Regions from separate parts of the Gossypium hirsutum genome. Here region 2 is linked to region 1. A link is a contact called in public Hi-C data. All regions are on one chromosome and are shown on one strand. Each heading gives the region's core, a stretch centred on a gene start, on an enhancer-like site or on the middle of the called end of the contact. The rest is flanking DNA. Distances are from core to core; before and after follow the strand shown.

The links. Hi-C and Micro-C count contacts between places; a contact is called where the count stands out from the background.
Region 2: a contact with region 1 is called in a Hi-C map of leaf, with 3 times the contacts expected there. The contact joins the enhancer-like site here to the promoter of LOC121228148 in region 1. A contact is called at or near these places in 3 of 34 Hi-C or Micro-C datasets (all in leaf).

What each region holds. Positions count from the first base shown.
Region 1 is chrA01:89,779,522-89,785,219 of Gossypium_hirsutum_v2.1, forward strand. It overlaps LOC121228148 (phosphomannomutase/phosphoglucomutase), which reads right to left and starts at 3,647. Exons shown (of 7, transcript XM_041111328.1): 1 at 2,718-3,647; 2 at 2,364-2,627; 3 at 1,070-1,586; 4 at 778-977; 5 at 578-690; 6 at 358-498; 7 at 8-268. The coding sequence starts at 3,257. The coding sequence ends at 187.
Region 2 is chrA01:90,065,211-90,070,908 of Gossypium_hirsutum_v2.1, forward strand. No RefSeq gene overlaps it. Among protein-coding and RNA genes, the nearest start is that of LOC121206650, 26 kb to the right of the region's middle. Within about 2 kb of position 2,366, at least 3 of the 9 cell types and tissues checked have an H3K27ac peak or open chromatin away from gene starts, as enhancers often do. A contact at or near this core is called in leaf, where this site is marked.

The DNA.
Region 1 (5,698 bases), core at 2,397-4,896:
TCATAAGTTAATAGTAATTTTTTTCTTCTAATTTCCAAAATGAGGAAACAGCAATAGTATAGTATACAGTCTTCATTATACATTGAAATACAACCTCGGTATATGTCAAACAATACACAGATAGGGTACAATTTCGTTGGATGTTCCCATATGCTATATGTACAAATTATGTAATTGAATCATAGCTTAGCCCATTTTCCCAAGTTTGGCATACTTGTCGACCTGAGAAAAGTCAAGGATTTTGTCCATTCCACTTGCCAAGAGAAACCTGGAAATTCTCAAGGTCATCAACAATATTAATCACAGAGAAAGCAAAATTCAACATAATAGATATTTTAGTTAATTAATTTGCCTTACTTGTCTCTGAAAACTTTTGTCATTAGTTGACAGCCTCCCGGAACTGATGATTGCATGTTTATAGCAATATTTGGGTTGTGGATACTCTGCCTTATGTGTACCCAACCAATCTCATCATTTTTTTCATTTGAAACTTTAGCCCTATAGACATCAAAACACAACTTCGGTTGAAACAATTGTTTGTAAATGCTAAGAATCTGATAGAGATGTTTTGTGGTACCTGTACATGTGAGCATCAATGGCAGCTGGACTGTCGTTCGAGTCGACAAGACAACCTTCGCTTACCCAGCAATCTCCACAAGCGTCTAATTCCCATCCTTTAAGCTGACATTCCTGCAAAGCAATTAAATATTAGCAGATGAAGTTCAGTTTTGTTCATTTATTTATTATTTTCTTCTCATTTTACGAGATGTATGTTACCTCAATGTAGGACCGAAATGCTTCAATCACCTCTCTACCTCTTGCCTTCGCATATTTAGGCTCGGAGATGATATTCATCCTAAGCTCTATGGACTCTAATGGCTCTTCAAGATCTTTTATTAGACTACCTATTCCTTCATCTGATCCCTCAAGCGTCATGCGTACCATTTCAATGATGATTTTCACTACCATGTAAGCCCCTAAAGGAATTGAAAATCAAAACCTTAGATTAATTCAACCCTGGAAACCAATTAAAAAAAGATCATTAAGAAACAAGAGGTGTGTTTCCGACCATCGTCCAGGAAATAGTTCTCTTTGAGTGCACCATGTCCTGAAGTTTCCATCATGAGATGTGTTTCAACGCCATCCTGGTTCAAGTGAACCCCCTTATCGATAACATTCCGGTAACCGACACGATACAAGCAATGATGGCCGCCTCTATCAGTGATAAACCTTGTAAGTTCCATACTTGTACGAGCATCAGTAACAATGGTGGTACCGGGATGTTCTTTCAAAACAACGGCGGACATGAGGGCTATAAGCTTGTCACCATTGATGGGATTTCCATTGTTGTCGACCACACCGCTGCGGTCTACGTCAGTGTCGAAAACAATGCCGAGATCAGCTGTGTTTTCTAGCACAGCGGCTCGGGTTAATGCCATTGCAGTTTTGTCTTCGGGATTGGGGATGTGATTGGGGAACATCCCATTAGGGTTGAGATGTAAAGAACCAAATGTATCTGCGCCAAGCTGGTCTAACACATCCCATGTGAAGAAACCTCCTGATCCATTTCCAGCGTTTACAATTATCTGCAATCAGGTGTAATGTCAAGGCAATTAATTAGCTTGTAACGATGCATAAATATATTGCCACTGTGTTACGTGGGCTAGGATCTTCAGCAAACTAAGCCCTTAGCCTGATCTCCACGGATATGGCCCTCTTACTAGAAGAATTCTTGACCACACGAAAACTTGGCCTGTTTTTGGATGGATAATGGCTTATTTGTCCTTCTATATTTATAAAAAAATTTATTTTAATTCTTTATTTAATTTTTTGTCCCATTAAATTTATATTATTTGTCAAATCACCTAAAATAGATCAAAAGTTAATATATGGCATCCACGTCAGCAATTAATTATTTTTTAAAAATTTAAAAATATTTTATTATAATTTTTATACTTTTTTTACTAATTTTAAAAGTATTTAATTTTTTAAAATAATTTTTTAAAAATTTTAAAATTTTAAATAACGTGAGTAAAGTCAACCACATTAATTTTTTCATATATTTTAAAGTGATTTAACAAATAATACAAATTTAAAAATTAAAAAGAGATAAAAGAAAATTAAATAAATAACTAAAATAACTTATTTTATAAAATTAGAGGATAAAATAAATCATGTTCCCTTTTCGACAAGCCAACGGCCTAACAAGCACCATATGATTTATATTTGAAGTTTCCTACTATTTCTAATTGGATGCAAAAAGAAAGAGTGAACCGAATAGAGTTCCATGGTAAAATGCAATATTTAACGTAGAAAAATACATGTAAACAAATGGCAAGCACACCAAAAGATAGAGATAAAACCTGGAATCCTTTGAGTGGAGTATCATAATGAATAGGATGGTTCACTCTCTCCTTGATAATGTCCCGTAGGTGCTTTGCGTAAGCCCTCATGAAGTCAACCTTTTTTGGAGGAGAGTTAAGCATGGTCGACACTTTTGTGAGCCTGTTGGCGTACTTACGAGCAGCTTCGTCACATATCTCTTCCACTTCAGGCGAAGTTAAACCTCCTTTCTTTGTAAAAAATTTCAGACCATTGCGAGTGTAGGGTAAGTGAGAAGCCGTCATCTGCAACACAAATTACATACAAATTTACCATAGTTGATTTAACATTCTTTTCAACACAGATTTTAGTTGAGACTGCTTTTTTTACTCTACCATGATTGAAGCATCGTAAGCAAATGGTGGCAGCAATGTGCTCATAAAACAAGCTGGTGTAGTAGCAAGGCCCATCTCAAATGTCAAGCAGCCAGCTCGAGCAAGGCCTGCAAATACTGCTACACTCAGAGATGCTCCTGATATTCGAGGGTCTTTGCCAAGTGATACTGTAACATCTTCCACTGGACGTCCTCGTTCCTTTTCCAAGGCCTTGATAATCCACTCTCCGAAGCTCTCGGCTATGGCTTCCACGGCTGGTGGGGTAAGGTCCACGGTTCGACCCTTTTCACCTTCCAGTGCAACCCCTCGAACATCGGACCCATTTTGAAGTCTCCTAATCTTGTCCATCTCTTCATCAACAACCACTTCATTATATTTCACTGCACCGCTAGAAGATTTAACGCATATAACTACACTTGACTTTGACCAAAATGAAAATCTCAACGCTTTTTTTAGTGCAGTTTTTGCTGGTGATGAAGAGAAACTGGCTTTTCGACCATGTCCTCGTAAGGGTATCAAGGATGTTGAAGTGGAAGCCATGGATTTTTGTTCCAGGGTTTGTCTGAAGAAAGATGTGGAAGGATGGTGTCTAGAACGATGAAGTTGGGGAAGATAAGATGAACCCGCTTAAACCAATGAACTATAACCCTACAATACAATCCAGTTTCTATCCAGGAAAAAGAAAAATATCTATGAACAAACTTCCAAATAGCTTGATATTTTTCTTGTTTTCTTTTATTGAAAGCATTACTATACTTTTTCTTCTCCTTGTGCATGTTGCATTTCATATTTTTTTCTGGATTAAAAGAAAACAACAGCATATTCTTTTCTGGTTGCTACTGGAATTCAATATTGCATAATTTTTATAAAAAAAATGTCTACCAAAAAATTTATGAGCGAAACATTAAAAATCATTATGAGCTGCTCAATAATTAAAAAGAATTACACAAACTGCTATAAATCATTTATTTACTATTTTTATTTTTAAATTTAATTTAAAGATACCAAAATGGTTGGAATTCTAGATTTTTAATTTTTTTATAAAATTTTAATAATTTATTTAATTAAAATTAAATTAATTTATGATCCGATTAAATAAAAAATCTATCAAATTAATTTAACTAACGATACTAGAAAAGTTTTTAATTTTATTGAGAATACAAAATTAAATTCTGTATATATACCTATATATAAAAACTATCCCGTTAAAAGACAGTGGGACAAATATCCATTTTTATTTTTTTAATATTTTCTCAGAAGGTCAACTTATTTGTGAAGTGTGTATGAAATTATGGAATATTTTTCCACCGAATACACCACAAATGTTTGATAAAAACGAATACGTGACTAGTGTTATTTTTTCACCGAGAACCTGTTGGTTTATGCACTCATCCAGAACAAGGCAAAGGATTGGTTGAGGAAAGTTAAAGAAAAGAAAAGGGTTAAATATAAAATTAGTTCTTAAATTTATTCATTTCTCTTATATTGGAATTTATAATTTTTCTGTTCTATATTGGTATTTGAATTTTGTTTTATCAACTAAACCGGTTTTTAAGTTTAACTCCGTTAAGTTCAAGATAAATAGTGGAATAAAATTGTGGTATATGGCATAAATGATGTGATTAATTTAAAAAAAATTAAAAAAAAATCTATTTTTTCTTTTGACTTTTCTCCCCTAATTTTTTTTCTTGTAATTAATTTCCTTTTTTTGTTTTTTCCTTCCTCTCTCTCTTCTTCTTTTCTCTTTCTCCTCAACCTAAATTGCTACTTCCATCGTCGCCGACAGTTCGCCTCCTTTTCGACCTAGAAATGGCACCTAAGTGTAGCAGTCAAAAGTACGAAAAAAAAAGTGATAAAACACTGTATATAAAGAAGAATAAAAAATACAGGATTCCTTTTTTTTCTTTGTTTTTAGTTACCAATTGCCTTGTGTTTAACCCACTTTGAAAATCCTTTTAATTTCAGTTTCTTTAGCTTCAAGGATCTTGGGATTTTTTTTGGTTTTTTCCGGGTATTGTTAGGTCTTTAATATATTGCTGGGAAGTTTTAATTTTTTTTGTTTGTTTGTAATTGAGTAGTTTTCAGCTTTGCTTTAAATTTCCTCTCTTTTTTTTTGTAGCAATTTTACCTCTCAAAAGCTCTTAATTATTGCTTTTCTGCTGCTGGGTTGATCTTCATTTTTGCTGGGTTGATCTTCATTTGTTTGCTTTTAATTTTAGTTTTAAGGTGAGTAGAGGTGAGCAAAACTCGATTCGATTTGAAAAAATTGAAAAAAAATCGAATTCCGAGTTAAACGAATCGAGTTATTCGAGTCAACTTGAATTTTTTTCGAATTTCGAGTCGTATCGAGTATTCGAATAATTCGAATATCAAACTATAATATTTTATATTTTTACCCTAAACTTCCAAACCTTTTTACTTTTCCCTCAAAACTTTTATTCATTCTCGCTTTCTCTCAAAACTTTTACTCCCCTTCCATCTTAACCCCCCAATTTACCCCAAATCTATTACCCACCAAAATTTTACTATCCCATTTACTTTTTCTCAAAATTTTACTTCCAAAAACCCTTAAAACTTTTTATTTTTCTCTAGAATTTTTACTCCCTCCTACTTTTCCCCTAAAATTTTTACTTCCTTCTCATCTCACCTCCCATCTACCCAAACCCATCGCCCCCCTCAATTTTTTTAATATTTTCCCTCTAAAATTTTACTCCCCTATTTATTTACTTTCTCTCAAACTTTTAATCCCCAAAACTTTTTATTTTCCCCCTAAACTTTTACTTCTCACCCTTTACTCTCAAATAAATAATCAAATTTATCCAAAAAAATCACTAAACATAAATAGTAATAATTTTATTTATATCTACTATTTATATTATTCAATTAAATTTCACATTTTATATTATTTATATTATTGAATTGTTTAGTCAAATTGAATATTTATATTAAAATTGAATTATTAATTATGCCATTAAATATTC
Region 2 (5,698 bases), core at 1,116-3,615, 280 kb after region 1:
GCAAAACAATAAAATGTAGTTTTAGGATCCTATAAGTTAGAGAAAAAAAAATTAAGTCTCTTAAAAGTTGGTAAAAAAATTTTGGTTCTTTAAAAGCTAAAAAAAAATAAAAATTTAGACCCCTTAAAAAACTGGAAAAATAAGGATCCGTTTGTTTATATGTAAAAGGTTTTACGGAAAATATTTTCTGCATTTTTCTGTGTTTGTTTCACAGAAAATAGTTTGGTTAACAGAAAATAACTTACAGGATAAGGTAAAATAAGCCATTTTTTTCTGTAAAATGACTTACATTTTAAAAAGCGCAAGTCATTTTTCGAAAAAGAGCTCATCTATAAATAATTTTATTTTTATATAAAAATTAATTAAATCAAGCTTAATATTATTATATTGATAATAAATTTTATTTTTATTTTAAAAAATATTTAAAATATTATATTTTTCAATATTATTAAACATATATATTTAATTATTTAGATTTAGTCATATAATAAATTATTAATATAATAAATATAATTTATTATTTTAATAAATTATTTAATATTTCAATTTTATTTTAATAATAAATTTTAAAAATAATAATTTTAAATAATATTATTCTCATATTATTGAAAATATTCAATATTAATATTTTAATAATAAATATTTATTACAATTATAAATATATTAATAATAAATGTTTTGTAGTATAAAAGTTAAAATATGTCATAAGTCTATGTACACTTTACATATTTGTAATTTAGTCTTTGTATTTTTATTTTCAAGAACTTAGTATCTTTACTTTTCAAATTTGAAAATCAAGTCCAATTATTGACATCGTTAAATTTTTTTGTCAATTTTGATGATGTCACATTTTTAAATAAAAAATACTCACTTAGTAGTCGTGGAATTAAAAAATGAAGTTGTAATGAATCTGAATTTAACATAATATTTTTAATATATGCAAAAACAATGTAAAATATAAAATTATAGATAAAAATAAACTCAATTAAACAATGAAAATATAAGAAAATCTCAAATGTATGTTCATTTAATTGAAAACAACTTTTATGAAATATTTTTAAGAAATCTACCGAAGAACAGAAAATATGATTCCTCCAAACATCAGAAAGTATTAGCTTTTCCAAAAAAATAAATTATTTTCCGAAAGTCATTTTTAGTGAAATAAACGGAGCCTAATGTTTTAGACTCTTTTCAACCTTGAACCCTAGGCAATTACACCTCCAAACATCCCCTAGGATCAAGCCTGCGCTTAGTGTTACCTGTACTAAGCATGGTAGTTTTCCGCCCTCCATCTGTTGCTAATCTCTTCACAAAGCTTTTTATCAACTCTGAATATTTATAATCATTCTCATATTGCCCGCTTAAATCTATGTTATATCTTAACAAATTATATTTCTGTTCATCTTCTCTAATCTCTAAACAGCCTTTTCATATCAATTCTTGCATCATTTTATTCACAATAATGATGTGCTAAAAATACAATTACTCTTAAGGTCCCTTCTATAGTTACCAATTCTTGCATTAGCTTAATAATTGTTTGTCGTTGATCTTCTGTCCTAATTTATTTAGGGCTTCAAGATAATTGAACCATTTTTTCTTAACAAATATAAAAATATATAACGAACAACATATTTTAAATGGCTAACATTTAATGATTTTTTATTTGATATGACTATATTAAATACTTTAGAAATAACCTTTTTTTTTCTCGTATATATATATATATATAATAGCAAAATAAGTGTTTGCTACCGTGTACAGGTTACCAACTTTAAAGTTGGCACCTTAAGGTCTAACTTCCACTCATTTTTTTCCACATTGAAAGTCGTATGCTAGAGCTAACGACATTCACTTATTCTCTCAATGAACATATCAAAAGATGTAATAATATCAAAAGTGATCCCTTAATGTTTATCAAATCCATCACATTCGATTGCTCACTTGTCTGGTCCCTAACAATTTTACCCTGCTAAAACTCTTCCTCGCAATCTCCTTTAAGATTCCCAAGTCAAACAGACGATGTCAATTGCTCTCATTTTCATTGCTTTCTACACCTTTACAGGAACCGCTACCACCAGCCACCCATACATTTTATGTTGTAATAAAATCATTGGATAGGATCATGACTGATGTGGTAAGAAGAGCTTAACTAATAATTTCTCTTAAAACCAATAAATAAATAAGTAATGAAAATCAATTAATTTAATGTTGGAGTTTGAAAAATAAAATTTTAAATAAGGAATATGAAAATGAATTAAACAAGATTGTGGGGTGGAGTGAATTATAGCGGAGTTGAAGCATGAAAGTTAGGGGCCCGTTTGAACAGGTGCAGAGTGTACGTCGGTGTAGTCGCAGAGGTGCTGGGTGGAGAGTGGAAGCCACGCCTCAACATGATTCGAACCTGTCTCACTAAACAAAGGGTGGTCCACTCTGCTCCCCACTCTCCATCCTCATCCCATCATTTTACCTACATACACCACTACCTCTCTCTCTCTCTGCATTTCATATTAGAGGTCACCAAGCCAACAGTGTACGATCGTTCATGGATGATTGATTTGAATGAATTTCAGATTTTTAGTATATATTGATATTGTGATTTTATGGTAGTAGTTCATATTCTAAAAAAGAAAAATAGTGGTACAAGGATACATCACTCGTCTCGGGTTGAGGGCTTGGATCACAGAAATTGCCCGTGATCAATTTTTAAAATAATATTGAAAGATCTAAAACTGATGCAGTATAATATTATAATAAACAAGATTTATACGCATGTCAATACAATATAAGGAGTGGACTACTTTTGATGCAGGGCAATAGAAAGGGCCGGCTGCCCCTATATGTTTCCAGTTTTTGTTTATTTATCCCCAAAATCACCCACGTGTCCTTGCATGTGACTTTGGGAAAAACACTTGCCTACCTATACCATTATAAAATACATACCTCCAACAAAAATGATGCATATAGTTTTAGCTACCTACGGAGGAGGGGTGGCAAAACAAAAGCAAAAGGCATCGGAGGTTGGAAATAATGAATGTAAAATTCCAGAAGGGATCTTTGCTAGTTGATGAAATTATTATTATGATTAAAAAGAAAAGAAAACATGGCGCATCATATGGAGATTGGAAGTTCCCAAAAATATGTAGTGAAGTGGGTGTTGGCACTGCCAAAATCTCCCACTTATATAATTCCTCACTCATTTCTACTTTTAATTTCTCATCTCTATAACTTTATTCTGAAATTGCATTTACTTGTATCAATGGGTTTTAATACATCAACATGAGTATATATATTAAAATATCCTCTCTTTTTAATGCATTTTTCATCTATTTGCAGTACAACATTAAATGAATATTAATGTGTTTAAATAATAATAATAGTAAACATATGATAATTGAGTTAGCGATCACTTGAGAAAAAAAAGAAACAAACATGAAATAAAACCTATTGAAAAAGCAAAATTGAATATATTTAAAAACGTTTAAACCTTATTTAAACTTTGCTTAGATTTTAAGAATACAATTTTCTGCGGTACATTCAAAATTACTTTTACAATCTGCTATGCATAAATTTTAATTTTTTTTTGATGGATGAATTGTGATAAATATAGTACAACTATAATTATAAATTAATATAAAAATATTGAATGAATAATAGAAAAGAATTAAACAAAAAGGAAAAAAAAAACAAACGAAGACATGTATGCAGTTGAATATTAAAAAAAAACCACATATGGCGTAAAATATTAAAAAAAACCCAATACTTTAGTATAATTAACAAATTGGCGTAAGATTAAGTGGTAAATCGTATTTTGCCTAACTTGGCCCACGGTGGGTATAACCGTAGAGCACGAGTTTTATAAGAAATAAATCTTAGGGCTCTCGGATTCCCTTAGCCTATATAAACATATGGAATTCACTAATTCAACATAAATAATTCTAAAGATGTACTTATCCTATTAGGATAACATCTAATTACTTCTTTCGCTCAAATATAATATACATTTCAACTCAGTCTACCGTCAAGGATTTCATTAAAATAAAGTCGTCTTGAATTTCTTTTAATTAAATTGGAATTTAATATTTTTAATAACTTAATCTTTTAAATATTCATAATGAAATTTACTAGATAAGATTTTTCCTATAAAACACTGTGAAAATTGATGAGTAGATATTAATTATTAGAGAATAAATTTATTTATTTATTTATTTATTTTATTCTATTTCATTTAAGATTATATTATTTTTTATTAAATAATTTAATTATAATTTATATTTAATTTTAAATAATACACCAAACATATTTTATAACTTAAATTCAAAATTTATTTTTTTGGTATTTAATTTTTCAGTCTATCAAACATATAGTTTACATTAAATTATAGATTTAATCTCTAAATATTTTTATTTTTTATTGAAACTAAATAAATAAAAGCGAAATATTTACTTACACTAATGTAAAATTAAAGCCATGCTTTATATACACATTTATGCACCTTTATAACTTTTGTATAATTAATTTTTTAATGATTTATCTGTTATATTTTATATTCCATTTTTATAGGTTTTGTATGTCAAAATTATCATAAATTAAAATTTATTTATTTTATGTAAAAAAAATCAGCCATTCAATATATATATATGATACTTTAGATTGCTATAATAGGCATATGAGATAAATTCCAAAATTTATATATACGACAAACATAATTATATTAATAAATACAATAATTAAATTAAATATTAATAAATATAAAAAAATTACAAAAAATATTATTTTTACACTAGAGAATTTTGTGATGAATAATGTAATATATGGGAATAGGTGCATTTATGATATGATTATGAAGGTGAAAAAGGGAATATTGAAATTGAATTGGGATGGGGTGATATGATATGTAAGCAATGGAATGGAGGTAGGCCAAGGCTGGTCTAAACACAAAATTTTATGGCCCAGACAAGATTATGGGCCTCCATTGGTAACATGCAAACCACGCCAGGGTCCGTGCTTCCGCCTGTGCCATCCAGATTCTGATTCTGACTCTGCTTCAGCTTCAGCTTTTACATGTTCAGTGCAGGCAGCAGGCCAGCCAGTCTGCAAACTGCAATGTCAAAAATGGAAATATTTTGAAATATTCAATCATACTATTTAATTCAAATTCAATTTTGCTCCAACTTATGCTTGATTAATTGATTTAACAATAAATTACATTACGTTAACGTAATTAAATTATTAATAAATTTATATTTTAATAATTTAATTTTTAAAATGTTACAAAATAATTATTAAATTATTTAAAAATTTTCATTTAAGTTATGGAGCTGTTAAAATAATTGTTGTATAGTTTTTTCTGGTTGTCATATCTGCACCATTAATCTCTTTTACAATTTAAATTTTTTTCATTAAATAATTTTATTCTCTTATCTGTAACACTAACGGTTAGAAGGGGTGGAGCTAGGGGCCTGACAAGGGCGATAAAATTATACTTTGACATTAAAAAATAATAAAATTTTATTTAATCATTTAAAAAATATAAAGATGTAAGCTATTGAAATTTCAAATTAAGTTTTCACCTAACGAGCTTGATTGAATTTTATGTCTAGCTATTTATTGACTTGTTGACTGAGTTGTTTATTTTTATTAGAGTAAACTACTCTTAAAATCACACAACTAAATTTAAATTTTACTTACTTAACTTTAA